Regions from separate parts of the Anas platyrhynchos genome. Here region 2 is linked to region 1. Evidence: chromatin contacts called from public Hi-C data. All regions are on one chromosome and are shown on one strand. The core of a region is the stretch at or near the end of the contact, and the rest is flanking DNA. Distances in the headings are between cores, read along the strand shown. Region 1 has its middle 65 kb from the start of TRNAQ-UUG. Region 2 holds the start of CCND1 (cyclin D1).

The links. A called contact is a pair of places that touch in the nucleus more often than the background predicts.
Region 2: a contact with region 1 is called in a Hi-C map of subcutaneous adipose tissue, with 2.6 times the contacts expected there. The contact joins the promoter of CCND1 here to the enhancer-like site in region 1. A contact is called at or near these places in 5 of 8 Hi-C or Micro-C datasets (liver, skeletal muscle, small yellow follicle and 1 more).

What each region holds. Positions count from the first base shown.
Region 1 is chr5:47,673,856-47,680,775 of IASCAAS_PekinDuck_T2T, reverse strand. No RefSeq gene overlaps it. Among named protein-coding and RNA genes, the nearest start is that of TRNAQ-UUG, 65 kb to the right of the region's middle. Within about 2 kb of position 4,440, at least 2 of the 8 cell types and tissues checked have an H3K27ac peak or open chromatin away from gene starts, as enhancers often do. A contact at or near this core is called in subcutaneous adipose tissue, where this site is marked.
Region 2 is chr5:47,776,363-47,783,282 of IASCAAS_PekinDuck_T2T, reverse strand. CCND1 (cyclin D1) reads right to left here and starts at 3,948. Exons shown (of 6, transcript XM_013102661.5): 1 at 3,799-3,948; 2 at 3,007-3,366; 3 at 1,247-1,462; 4 at 574-733. The coding sequence starts at 3,204.

The DNA of each region.
Region 1 (6,920 bases), core at 3,191-5,690:
CCTAAACCACATGGGACTGTTTCCATTTCCTGTTTGGTTGATGTAATCTTTACAAGTTACTCCTGTTTCTTCCTGAAGTGAATTCTCCACTGCAAAACTAATTTTGTTCCATTATTAAATGAGTGTTGGCTGCTAATCAACACTTTGCTTTCCTCAACAAGCTCCATTTGCAAACAAACTGAATTAAATGGGGTATGGGCACAGATGAAGAGAAATTCAATTTAAAAGCCAAGACAAGATTCCCTGAGTTTGTTTCCTTCATTATCTGACTCGCATCCTAAGAGCACTCGGCTCAGCTTACAAATGTGTTTCCTACAGATTATGTCATAAGAAATAATCACAAGTATTTTCAATTTCTTTTTTTTTTTTTTGCAAGTGACAAAGGCTGCTTGCTTCCATCATGAACAATTGCACAGAGGTTGAGGGGACTCTTCCACGATGATAAAGAAAATACAGTAGATTTGGCCCAAGAAGGCTGTTCTTCTTCTAGTCTTTTGGAGAGCTAAAGGCATACCCTGACAGAAGGACCTTTATATTAACCTTAATACTTGATCCCATGTTCTCTGTCATAAAACTGGGACCAAATTCTGCATCGGCAACCTGTACAAGCATGACACAAAAAATATATTTTATAGTTAGAAAATCTGTCTCATTCCTTACTCCCTTGCAACTGCGCAGGCTATGAAGGATGGTTCAGAGTTCAAAGTAATTATTGTTGTAAAATGCCTTGGTTATCATCAAGGACTTTTTTGTTGCACTCTTCAGATGGCGCGGCTCCACTCCCAGATGTCTGCTCTCGTGCTTTCGCTGGAGTCACCCAGCACTGACTTTTCCCCCTGCTTTGTCCCAAGGAAGCACCCAGCCTGAAGCCAGCTTCACAGGCTTCCCTTTGCAGCTCCCCATGCCCAGCAGCATTGTGCAGGCAGTCAGGTCGCCAGCCTGCCCCCCTCTCTTTTCTCCCTGCCTGCAAGTTGATCCTGGCACAGGATCTCACAGTTTTGCTTCCTCTCTCAGCCAGGGAGACACGTCAAACGTAATTACCTCCCACTACAGGGGAAGGGGGAAAATGAGAGGCAAGTTCGGGTAGATCCTAGCATCGCAGAAGGATGAGCAAAAAGAACTGATAGGAGCCAGGCTGGAGCCAAAACTCTGACACAACTGTTATGGTCTGTGGACAGTGCCTTCTTACCAAAAGAAAAAAAGAAAACAGATCCTTCATCACAAACTAATATAAACAGGGGAAGCAGGTCAAATCCCATTTGCTTCAGGTTCTGTACTGTTCTGAGTTGACGCTAGTGGACTATTGCTGAGTCCTGCCTTGTGTCTAGAGGTGCATTTATTGCATACCTAGACTTTTCGCTGTATTAAAAGCTGGTGCTCTAAAGTATAATTGGATGGTAAAAGAGAATTGCACAGCACGTTCTACTGCTGTAGAGCTGCAAAATATACACATACAATAAAAGTCAGTTATCTTTTCACCATAAAATGAAAGATGGTTCTCAACATCAACACATGACAACATGATATTGACCTAAAATGTCATAAAGATGCACATTTAAGCCTTCAAGATCATGCTACAGAGACCTTCATCTAGGGCACAAGAACGACCCCTCACCACTACCTCATAACTTGATGGCAAAGCAACTCGATGGCCTTTCCTTTACACTAAGTTTCTTTATTATTCAAGTAAACTGTAAGGGGTTGGTGCAAGGAGAATTTTCAAGTCAGTGGGAGTTTTGATTTAAACAGACACAAAATCCCCTTTACCTGGCTTTTGCCAGAATTGAGTGCAAGTCTGCAAAGTCATAGCCAGATTGCGTGCACCTAGGGCACTTTTATTTCACAGCACGGCAAAACATGCAAGGGCGGGATAGGATTGGGTGGTCCAGCTGAATGTAGCCATCCTTGTCCAAGACATTTCTGAAAAAGCCTGAAACAGCGACTGTTTTTCATGTTGCTTCACAACCCTGAAGTGTTAATAGTAGACTCACAACAGACAGTTTTCAATGTGCCTTAGTAACTATTGTGGCCGGATAGTAAAAAGTTTGAACAGCTGCAGATTCCATGTCCAATCTCTAGCTACGTTTCTGACAGACCTCTTAGGCTTGCATAATAAATACAGAAAAGCTTAAGCAAAGACACTGAATATCATTATCAACATTATTACGCGAGCAGATTGCAAACCACTCAGCATCCTGAAATGTGCCATTTGACTAAGACGTTTTCCTACCATTTTCTTGTGTTCTCTGGAGAGCACCAGCACTCCTGCGGGTACATACAGGCCTGAAAACTGTGGTTGTGCTCTGAGCTCGGATTGTGCAAGTGTGTTACTGAATAGCTCTAAATTCGCTCGCTTCTGGTACTTAAGTAAAGCTTTGCTGAGGCTCCTACTGACTGTGCTCCACTTCGAAATCAAAGGGTGAGTTCTTCCAAGTGACAGTCCTAGGAACAGCAACAATTTGAAATCAAAAATAAAAATAGGTGCAAGCTGCAAAGCTCAGGTTTGTTGTCAGATTGAAAACCTCTGTGAAACTGAAAATGTTGATGGAAAGGTTCAAGACGCACCCAGAATTGGGGGGTTGCTTTGGCCAATTCACATAAAGAGGTAAATTATAAAGTAGGAGTCTGGATTCACTTACATATTTTGCTGGCATTTGGGAATGTTTGGGTCTGAGGTTTTGTGTTGAAATTTCAGCTACCTATTGCTATGATTTTCATATCTTTGTTTTAATTCTTCTCTAACACTTCAGGGGAACACAGACTTTCAATTAACTCAGTGCTCTCGACCTGACTTTTCAATGTAGCAGCTGTAAATTAGTTAGAAGACAAAGCACTCGAGATGGTCTGAGGGTCAGCCCATGACAGAAGTCCTGCAGTCACTCAGAGCTGGTTGAGACCCTGCCCCTTGGAGCCGTGGACACGGCAGCTACGGCACAGGGCAGATTTTGGGTTTGATTCCCGTTAGCCTCACAAAATTCTTTTGGTATCAATTGCATTTTAGGTAAGGGAAGGATCAAAAATAACACCCTTATTTCCCAGCAGAGTTGCAAAGATAAATTAATTAATGTTTACAAATCATTTGGATTTTAGAATGCATGGGGAGGGGGAGAGGAAGAAATGCTCGGATGGGCCAAGAAAAACAGCAGATTCTCTTCATTCCCACTTTATCAACTATATCAGCATGCGCTTAGCTTTGAGAATGTGCTTAAATCTACCTCTGCTAACGAAAGTAGAAGCCCACAGAGTCAATTATGTACGCTGGTGCTTTTCAAAATAGGGAAGATAAACAGGTATGACCCAAAATGCCCATGCACAGAGCATACAGACTAATACAGACTAATCTGAGCATGGTAAAAACTCTGTCTTCAGTGCTCCCTCATAAGCCTGGCACAGCCCTGTCTAACATCACAGCTCTGCTTTGAGCCCCTTTTCAAACCTTCGACATGCAGAGTACGGTCACAGGCAGCAACATTCACGTACTGAAGAGCAGAATTTGTCTCAGTGTGTTTGAAAGGTGACTTTTAAAAGCCCTGAAGGATGGACCAAGAGAATTGGGGAAGAAGTCGTATCATTAAGGGGCCCGAATCATAAGCCCGGGCACAGCACTTGGGGTGGTTGAGGGGAGTTTGGACTCCAGCTGAACTCGGCAGCTCCTGCTTATCCCTATGAAAGGAGATGGCACTGGAAGGCACCCTTAACCCATGGTTATTTTCTTGACACAACAAACAGGCACAGCCGTGTTACTGTCCCGGCTCGATCCCATGGCAGCTCTGGCGGTTCATTAAGGGGCACTGTGCTCAGGTACTAGGAAGCACATGGCTCATGGCCTGCGCCATTGGTGGCACAGTGCACCTCCGGACGCAACACATTTCAGAGCGGGGTATCGGCCGCAGGAAAACAGGCATCTGGCAGCTTCCATCCCAAATCCATCCCCGCACCACGCTTGTGGAGGCCGCCACCAGAACAAACGCTTCTTTCATTGGCTTTGTGGAAACGCAAAGTTCATTTAAAGCCCGGCAAATTAAATTGTGTTCGTCTGGGAGACGGCATGTAGACAAAATCCGCTTCAAAAGTCAGAAGGCCCCTGAGTCAGAGGGAAGTGCAATTAATTTGTCAGAGAACCCAAAACAGATGATTTCAATCAGCACCGAAAAAAAAAAAAAAAAAAGGCTCCCTAGCAGGCGGGCGCGCTGGGAAAGGCACAGCCTGCGGGGAGAGGCGGCCCGGGACCGGGATGGGATGGGATGGGATGGGATGGGATCAGGGCCGGGGGCTGCGGCTGTCCCTGTCCCGGTCTCGATCCCGGTCCCGGCCCAGTCTCGAACCCGGGTCCCCGCATCCCGGCCCCGCTCCCGCCGCGCGGTGCCGCGCTGCGCCTCCCGAGCGGCCGCGCCGCCGCGCCGCCCATTGGCTGCGCCGCCCGGCGGGCCGGCCAATCAGCACGGCGGGCGGGCGGGCGAGGGGCGGGGCCGCGCTGAGCGCGCTGCCGCGGCGGGCGGGGGCGCGCTTCGTGTGCGCGCTCCCGTCAGAGCGGGGGCTCGGTGAGCGGGGCGCTCCTGCTGCCCGCGGCCGTACCGGGCGGGTTAACCCAGGGGAAGCCCAGGCAGAACCGCGGAGGGCAGCGAAGCACCACGGGTGACGGCTGGTGCAGCGTGATGGTGCTCCGGAGCCCCAGCGGGCGCTGGGATTTGCAGGATGCCGCAGAGGGAAGGAGAGACCTGCTTCTGCCTCTGCTGCGACCATCCCCGTGACCCGGTCAGGAAGCTCAGCGTCTCTGTGGTGCCCACTCGCTCTTTGGGCACCCCGGATTTAGTGTCCCCTTTGGATCAGCACGTACCTATGCAGTCACGCAAATCACAATCTGAGAATCAATCAAAGAGTAATTGCTCTGGGTTCTCACGACCTGAGAACACCTAACCTGCTGCAACGCCTTACAAGGGAGTAAACACAAACAATATGATGAGATAAAAATACAACAATATTAAGAACTAAAAATGCAACAAAAGAAAAAAAAAAAAAAAAAAAAAAAAAAAAGGAAAAAAAGGAGAAAGTCCCTTTGAAAGTATGTAAACAAGGACACTGTCCTCATTTCCTCCAAGGCAGTGACAGCATCCTTGCTGGCCTCAGTGGAAGCGGGATGATCGCTGTTCTTGAAAGGTTGTGTGCTGCTAGTGGGTGGCAGACAGCCCATGGATAAGCAAGCACCCTGTTGCACACACTTTAGTTGTAAAAGCAAGAATCTGTGTTCTGTATTCTTTTCCAAGTTCAGGCTCTAATGGTAGAAGTTAAACTGCACAACTGTCTGAAGCGAGCAGCCTCAGTTATTGCTATAAAATTGTATTTGTACTATTTATGGAATGTGCAGATACAGGGGAAATGTATTTATAGCTGTTTTGACTAGTCCTATGGTACGCTTAGAGAAGAAACCGTGGAATTTGGGGTTTGGCATTTTTGACACCAGGCAAATTAGAGGGGCCTTAATTACACTGACTGCCATTTGCTGCCCTGTGGTTATCGGGTCAGTCAGGCGTCTTCAGCTGGAAGTGGCGAGCGATTCTCAGCATCAACCACGTCCTCTTCAGCTAATTAGCTTTAAAGTGTTGCGGACAGCGTCTCTTCTCTTGTCTCAGACTGCAGGAAATACTGGCTTAAATCACGCATTGGAAAAGCTATCTGGCATCTCGGATTTGGAAGAAGCTTTGTATTGAATTTACTGCCTGTTTGAATCAAGCCTTTACCTCACGTTTGGCACGAGAAAAGATTCTTAGGTATTGTTATGAAGAAATAAGATAGCTAAATCCTTTAACTATCTGTATAAATTAAACTTCTGCTTTTCCATTACCTTGACCATCAGCTTCTTTGAGCATGCAGGTATTAAGTAATTATGTCAATACAAGTTCTCCAGTCTCTATCTGAAATATTCCGTAAGACACGTATTTAAGGTCTGTTAAAGCTCAAACAATACAGCATAATTGTTGGCTTGATGATGATGGCTCACAAGTGTGGAGTCCTGGGGCCTCCAGTGAACACGGGGAAGCCATTGCATACTGCAAGCATTCATTCCCTCAGAAAAGACAGAGCCAGCTCTGGCTACACAGGGTTTGGAGACCTGCACAAAGGACCCAGGCTATGACTTGATGTTAGGGTAAATCTGGGCCTAGATCTACTACTCCCAGATAAAAAAGTCATAGCTGGGTGACCCATGGTATGAATTGTTGGGTAGACCTGTGCGGTGCCAGGAGTTGGACTTGATGATCCTTATGGGTCCCTTCCAACTCAGGATATTCTATAATTCTATAACCCAAAATGCTGATCAGTCATTCAACGATCTTCTGAGGGTGGCGGGATTCTGGACAGACAGAATTGGGCACTGTCTGTCTGCACCATTTAACTTAGTCCTGGGTCAAGTTGTGCCTGTACTTGCACAGGTGGCTGCAGGTCACAATGGCTAGTAAAGTTAATAGAAATGTTAATAGAAAATTAATTACTGTTAATAGAAAAGTTAATAGGAATGCTCAGACCTGACACAGATCGAATTTATACAGCTGGGTACTGTGATAGCCCACACATCCACTGTTTATGACAATGGGATCATGTCAGACAATTGTAGTTAGTACAGCATTTAATCTGCCGTTACACGTCCTGAACTAATAATTTATTACATTGTTTTCTTCTCCCCAGTGTATGTTCTTGAAAATACAGGATTTTCCTTGAATTTATTCTTTGGACAAAATTATAGAACAAAAAATTTAACCATTGCTCTAAATTGTTCTTAACTCTCTACTCTTGGAAATACTTCAAAAAAGCAGGGTACTTGTGTGCTGCAACGACCTACAGTGCGACTATTTAAAAATGCATTTTTTGCTATCACTTATGCCCGTGTACTGAAATCTTACACACTTACATCAAGGAAGAGACTA
Region 2 (6,920 bases), core at 2,699-5,198, 100 kb before region 1:
CCTCTGGAGGCCGCCCCTGCACATGGCTCCAGCTCAGCACGTGGTCAGAGGGGTGCAGATGGCAGGGGCTGGGTCTGGTGCCAGGAAAGCCTCTGTGCCGCGTGGCCCTCCTCCAACCCGCCGCCACGGAGCAGGGGGAAGAGGCAACTCGGAGAGGGAAGTTTTAAAACCCCCACGCAGAGCTATTCACAAGCAAAGTCTCCCTCCTCTTTTAAAGGCCGTCTGAGAACGGATCTGCACGGAGGGATTCCCCACACAGGCAGCAAGCCTTTTGCAGCCCCTGCACGAATCCTGGGGCACAGGGCTGCACACGGTGGCTGGGACACAGAGTGGGGCGCTTCTCACCCCGGCCAGCCAAACGCATTCAGCTCAGAAGAAAAGTATCTTCTGAGAAGCTTACCTCTGCAAAGTAATCCACCTTCTGCAAACAACAAGGGCAATAATCGGGGCTTAAACTACCTCCCCACAGCCCTGGGGGCTCACGGTAGGCCATAGCTACGGGAGGCGTTAGGAGCCGGGGGCTGGGCACGTGTAGGGGAGCGACACACTTTGCTTAACGTGCAGGGCTCATACCTGTAGCGCACAGAGCCACAAAAGTCTGAGCATGTTTACGGATGATCTGCTTGGTGTCCTCTGCCAGAGGCATTTTAGTAAGGAAATGTTCAATGAAATCGTGGGGGGTCATTGCAGCCAGATTCCATTTCAGCTTATTCACCAGCAGCAGCTCCATTTGCTGCGAAAACAAAAGGGAGGAGAGGGGGAAGGAGAGGAGGAAGAAGAAGAGGGGGAAAGCGTGGTTAGCTCCGCTCAGCACCGCACCGGGGCCGCCCCCCGCCACGCCGCGGCCCGGCCGGGACCGAGCCCCCCTCGGGGCTGGCGGCCAGGGGGGGCCCGGCCGCCCCCCGCCGCTCCCCGGGCAGCGCCGAACCCCGCGGGGCCGCCAGGGGGCGCCCGCGCCGCGCCCAGCCCGGCCCCGGCCCCGGCTCCGGCTCCGGCTCCGGCCGGGGCAGCCCCGGGGGCCGCAGCCCGGGGGAGCGGGGGGCGGCCCGGCCCGGCCCCGTTTGGCCGCCGGGGCCTCGGCGTCCCCCGGCTGCGGCTGTCGGGGGAGGTGGGGGCCACTCGGGCCCCCCGGGGCGCTGGGGTCCGGCAGCCCCCTCCCGCCCGCCCCGCTGCAGGGGGGTCCCGGCCGGCGGCCCCGGGGGGGGGGGGCTTCGTTTGCGCCTGAAGTGCCTGAGCGTGCAATTACCAGTAATTCGTCGGGTCTGATGGAGTTATCTGTGTAAATGCACAGTTTTTCTGCGGTCAGAGGAATAGTTTCCTTCATTTTGGAAGCCACAAACATGCAGGTAGCTCCGAGCAATTGCAAGCGGCTTTTCTTGAGGGGTTCGAACGACAAAAATCTGTCCAAGTAATTCATCGCCAAGGGGAAAACTTCCTCTTCGCACTTCTGCTCCTCGCAAACCTGCAAGAGGGAGAGAGGTCGTTGAGTGCTGAATGCAACGGGGGCGAAAGCCAGGCGCCCTCTGCCTCCCTGCCCCGGCCCCGGCTCTGCAGGGCAAGGCTGGAGGAGGAGAGGCGGGCACGGCGAGCACCGGGGGCACGGGGGGAGCATCAGGGAAAATGAAAGAGAAAGTCACCGGGGACAAAGCGGGGGGAAACGCGGCGATAGAAAGCCGCGGGCGATGCGTGGTAAAAAGGGGGGGAAGCGCCGGGGAGGTTTGGCCCCGTCTCGGCGGCCCCTGCAAGGAACAACGAAAAAAGGGAGAAACGGGCTCGGGCAGGGCGAGGGGAGCCCCCCCGGCTGGCAGCGGGCTGCGGGGCAGGGCTGGCCCCCGGCCCCGTTTATTCGGCGTGGGGTTCGCCATCCCCTTCGCCCTTGTGCCGCCGATTCCCCCTCTCCGGTCGAGACACAAAGGTGGCGTCCAGCCTCATTTCCCCAGACGTCATCTTTTCAAAAAATATTTAAAAATATTTAAAAAATCCCCCGGGCTCCGAAAAAAAGCCGAAACGAAGCGGCGGGGGTCCTTTACCGAGCCCGGTGCCGGGGGTCCGCCGGGGGGGCTCCGGGGGGGCTCCCCGAAGTGAAATCCACCGCCTCCCTCTCCCGCCCCGCAGCGCGGCCGGGCGCGACGCTTCGCAGAGCGAGGCAGGGCACTGCGCTTTCAAAAATTAATTAAAAATAGATCGCGGGCGCCCAGGGCCGCCCAAAAGGCACGAAAATGTAGCCCGGCTTCTGGGGCTCCAGCCGGGAGCCCCCCCGGCCGCGTCGCGCCCCTGCCCGAGGCCCTTTCCCCCTCGCTTTGCCCGGCCGGGCTCGCCGCCGGGCTCGCCGCCGCGGCACAGGCGCGGCGCGGAGGGGGCACCGCGGCTCCGGCCGCCCTCGGCGCCGAACAAAGAAACTTTCACCCCGCCGCTCCCCGGGGGCCGCCGCAGCCCCTCCGGCCGTGCCCCTGCCCGCAGCCCCGCCGGGCTCCCCCCGGCCCCCGGCCCCGCTCCCCCGGCCCCGGCCCCGCTCCCCCCCGCCCGCCCGGCCGCCCTTGGCGCGCTCCCCGGGACTTTCTAATTTTCTGCCGATTAATAAACACTTTTTTTTTTTTTTTTTTTTGCTCTGCAATAAAAGAACAAAGATGGCGCGTAATACTGGCACGGGCAGCGCTTGCATACGTGTACAGGGATATTAATTTTAAAGAAACCCCCCGGCAGCGCTCAGCCGCCCGGGGGCTGCGCGGCGGGGCCGGCCCGGGGCTGCCCGGCGGGGCCGGGAGGGAGCCGGGCGGGGGCCGCCTCCGGCCGCGCTCAGCCCCCGGCTCCCCTCGCACGGCCGCCGCCGGAGCGGGGCCCTCGCGGGCAGGGGGTGCGCGGCCGCCCCGCCGGGGGGGGGGGCCCGGGGCCGCTCCGGGCAGCCCCGGCCCCGCAGCCGCAGCCGGAGCCGGGGCCGGGCGGGCAGCGCCGGGGCTGAGCGCGGGGGGCGAGGGAGCGGCGCGGAACCCCCCGGAGCATACAGACCTCCAGCATCCAAGTGGCAACTATTTTCCTCATATATGGCAAGATTTCCTTCTGCACGCACTTGAAGTAGGACACCGAGGGCGAGCAGGTCTCCTCCGCCTTGAGCATTGTCTGCAGCACCCTGTCGTTGAGGAGGTTGGCATCCAGGTAGGCTCGTCGGATGGTCTCCACCTCGCAGCACAGCAGCTGATGTTCCATGTCTGCCTCCTTCGTCTCGAGTCAGTTTTCTCAAGGACTGAGTCAGTCTCTCGCTCTCTCTCTTCCCCTTCCAGGAGTCCCTTGGATGCTGCTTCTGCTACTGCCGCTACAGCCCTCTGGAGGCTGCAAAACTTTCTAACTTCCAACAAAACTGTGACGTTACTGTTGTTAAGCAGAGATCAAAGCACGAGAGAGAATGAGAAAGAGAGAGAGAGAGAGCCAAAAGCAAGGGGCAGAGCCCTAAAGCCATCCCATAGGCTTCAAGTCCTTCCCCTTTGCTTAGCTTATAGAGAGCAGGGGTTTAATGCAAATGCAAATGAGACAAGGGCTTGCTTTCTTCAAGGGCAAGGGAGAGGTGGGGGAAACCCAAATTGTCTCTTCAGTGTATCATGCATAATTTTAAAAATGGAGAGAGTTCTGCAGTGGGAGCCAAATGATGAATGGGGCTAGGCCACACACAGGCACACATGGATATAAATACAGGGAGACGCGGTTGGTATTATTTTACTGGGGGCGCCAAGGAGGGGGAGCCGGGCAGCACCAGCGCCTCGCTCTCCCTTATCAATTACCGTGCCTGCCCTCCGCGATGCGTACCTGGAAGATCTGTCCTTTAAACACACGTGCTCCCGACCTGGACGTGCAGCCTTTGTAGTCGATCCCAAGGGAGCAGCTTTCTCCCATTTCCTCATTCTTTTTTTTTTCCTTTTTTTTTTTTTTTTTTTTAACTCCACAGCCCCTCAATGATTTTGCTGCAGGACAGAAACGTAAAAGAGTTGGGGTCCCCCCCCCCTTCCTGCAAAGACGGTGCATCTCCCTCCCTTCCTTCCTTCACGCCTCCCCTTTCACTTTCAAGGCTTTACCCTCCCGAAGGGGCACTGGGGTGGTGGGGGACACGACGGCGAGTGGCAGCGCAGGCCGGGCAGGCCGCCCTCAGCACCCCGCCCCCACCGCACAGCCACCCAGCGGAAAATCTCCCCGCAGAGCAGCAAAATGGTGGCCAGGGCTTCCTCCCGCACCTACGGGGAGATGAGCCGGGGGAGGTGCCAGCATCCACCCGTGCTGCACGGTGCCATGCGGCGAGGGCAGCCCGTCCACGCTGACATGTGGCCGCACGGCCCTGCCGTAAATAACTCCCGGCCCCCAGCCCCGCCGGGCTGCCTGTACCTGAGAACGCCCGGCTTGGCTTTGTTTCTGGTAGAAAGCCTCCTTTAAACTACTCCTCGCTTTTCCGCGGGCTGATAGGGGAGCTTGGGGCCCACTGGAAAATACCAGAGGCGAAGCCAACGCGGCTGCTCCGCGGGAGAAACGCCTGGGCCCGAAGCGGAGCGGGAAGGCCACGAGCAGCAGGGCTGGCGCTGCCTCGTGTGGGCCCACCCTGAGCACAGCCACCAGCTGCAGCCCGCTCCCAGCTCGGGATGGGATCGCCGAAGCAGTGCTGGTGTCGGGGTCTCGTGGCCGCAGCACGCTCGCTGCAGGGCCGCGCAGCATCCCTGGTGCGTGACCTCGGGGGAGCGGTGCCAGGGCTCTCAGGGCATGTCGGTGCAGGGCTGCGTGCTTGCGTAACCTCCCCGCACGCAGCACGCCCAGCTCCGCGCCGTGCCTGGCCGCTCGCCTCCATTTTGTCTTCACCCACGCGGGGCACGCGACGCCCGTGGAGCTCGGCAACCCTTGTGCTCAGCAGCCCGGGGGGCTGCCCAGGGAGGGCTTCTCGGCGAGGAGGCCGCTCCCCGTGCCCATGCCCGTGCCCGTGCCCCTGCCTGGTGCTCTCCCAGCGCAGCGAGGCCGGGCAGCACGTGGGGACCCTGCAGCCGCAGACACGAGGCCCAACTGGGGGAGCGGCCGGCTGGGGGAGCCGGGAGGGGCGGCCCCGGGGCGCGCTCCCGCTGCCAGCCCCCCGCCGCCCCTCAGGTGCCGGCGCTGCGCTCGCACGCGGGGCGGGAGCGGGGCCGGGGCCGGGGCCGGGGCGCGGCGCTGGCGCGGGGCCCGGGGGAGCCCCCGGCGCGTTGCGGGGCGGCGCGGCCGCAGGAAGCGCCCATTAGCGCGGGCCAATGGCGGCGCCGCGCTGTTACCGGGCAGATCTGGCCGCCCGCGCCCGCCGGCACAAAGGGCACCGGACACGGGGGGGAGACCCCCAAGGGGCTCGGCGGCCCCCGGGGCGCGTCCCAGCACGGAGCCGCCCCGCACCTGCCCGGCCGGGGCCCGCCCCGCCGCTACCTGCCGGGGGGGGCGGGGGCGGCGCCTTAACGGCCTCTTAACGGCTTTCTAACGGCTCTTAACGGCCCTTAACGGCCTCTTAACGGCCAGGGGCCGGTCCGGGGGACCGAGCCCGGGGCTGCCCGTCAGTCAGTCAGTCAGTCCGTCAGTCAGTCAGTCTGTCCGTCTGTCTGTCAGTCTGTGCCCTCCGTGCCGTGCCGCCCCCCTCCCGCTGCCGGTGCCGGTGCCGGTCCCGGTGCCCCCGCCCCGCTCCTCCCCAGCCCCGCCCCCGCCGGCACTTTCTCATGACGTCACCCCGCCCCGCGCGCCGCCGCCGCCGCTGACAAAGCCGCGGGCGCGCGCATTCCTGGCGTGCCGCCGGGCCGCGGGCGCGCGCCCCTCGCCCCCGGGAGCGCGCTTCGCCTCCCGGCCCGCGCACCTGCCGGCGGGCGGCACCGCCGGGGCCGGCGCTGCTGCGAGGGGCGGGCGGGCGCTCCTGGAGCCCGTAGGGATCGCTTGGCCCTGACCCAAGGGCTGTAATTCTGGGTTGTAGTTCTGATAGTTCTGACCCGAAGCACAGATGACAAAATGATAAATTCGCAAAACTCAGGCTTTTTTTTTTTTTCCCGAATTCAGTGGGAGCATTACCTCCACCACCAAAGGCAGCAGGATCGGGCCTGTAACACCGAACTAGTGGCTACAACCAAACAAACCCGCAGCGCCTGGGTCTCTGCTACCTTTTGCCTCGTGTGAGCACCTTTCTGTGGTGGATGCAGGGTGCTGCCATTTTGCACCAACCCGGCGGAAAATACAGAAATGCAGACACCAACATGGGGCGACAGGCCGCGGGGAACCCCGTCTGCGTGTTTCCATAAATCAGCAGGGGAAGTGAAGAACTGAAAGCCCTGACAGATGAGATTATGGCCCTATCAAACACTTAAGGAATATTCATGCCTAATTTGATCTCCTTGTGGTAGCTGGTATTCTGTACGTGCTTATTTTAAAATAAAAGAATATGGGATACTCCGTGAAACACACACTCCTACAGTTACATCTCTGTGTGCTATTTATCTTATATTTACCATCTGTAGGGTAGCTGTGTGTCCCCTGTGGTTACTTCTTACCTGTCCCACTAGCGACAGGCAGAGAATGCAAGGTATGATAACAGCCTCCCACTGAACTCAACTGAATGTCTTTTGTTGGCTAATTTTCATTTGGGTTTACATCACTTAGTAAATTGCTCAGATTTACAACCTTAAATTGTGGATGCTTCTTCTTGGTCCTTTTGGGGGAGGAATTGTCATTCTGACCATGGGTTACATTTCAGAGGGATTCAAGTGAAAAGCCAAAATACAACATGACTGACTAGCTGCTGCATCAGAGATGCTTTGTTTCCTGCATATAAAATTTCCTATGGTATTAACGTTATCTTGGCCTAGTGGTTGTACAAAGGTAGCAGCACCACTGCTCACTTTTAAGGTAAAGAACAATCAAAATCACAGTGTGATGGCACTCCGCTCTAA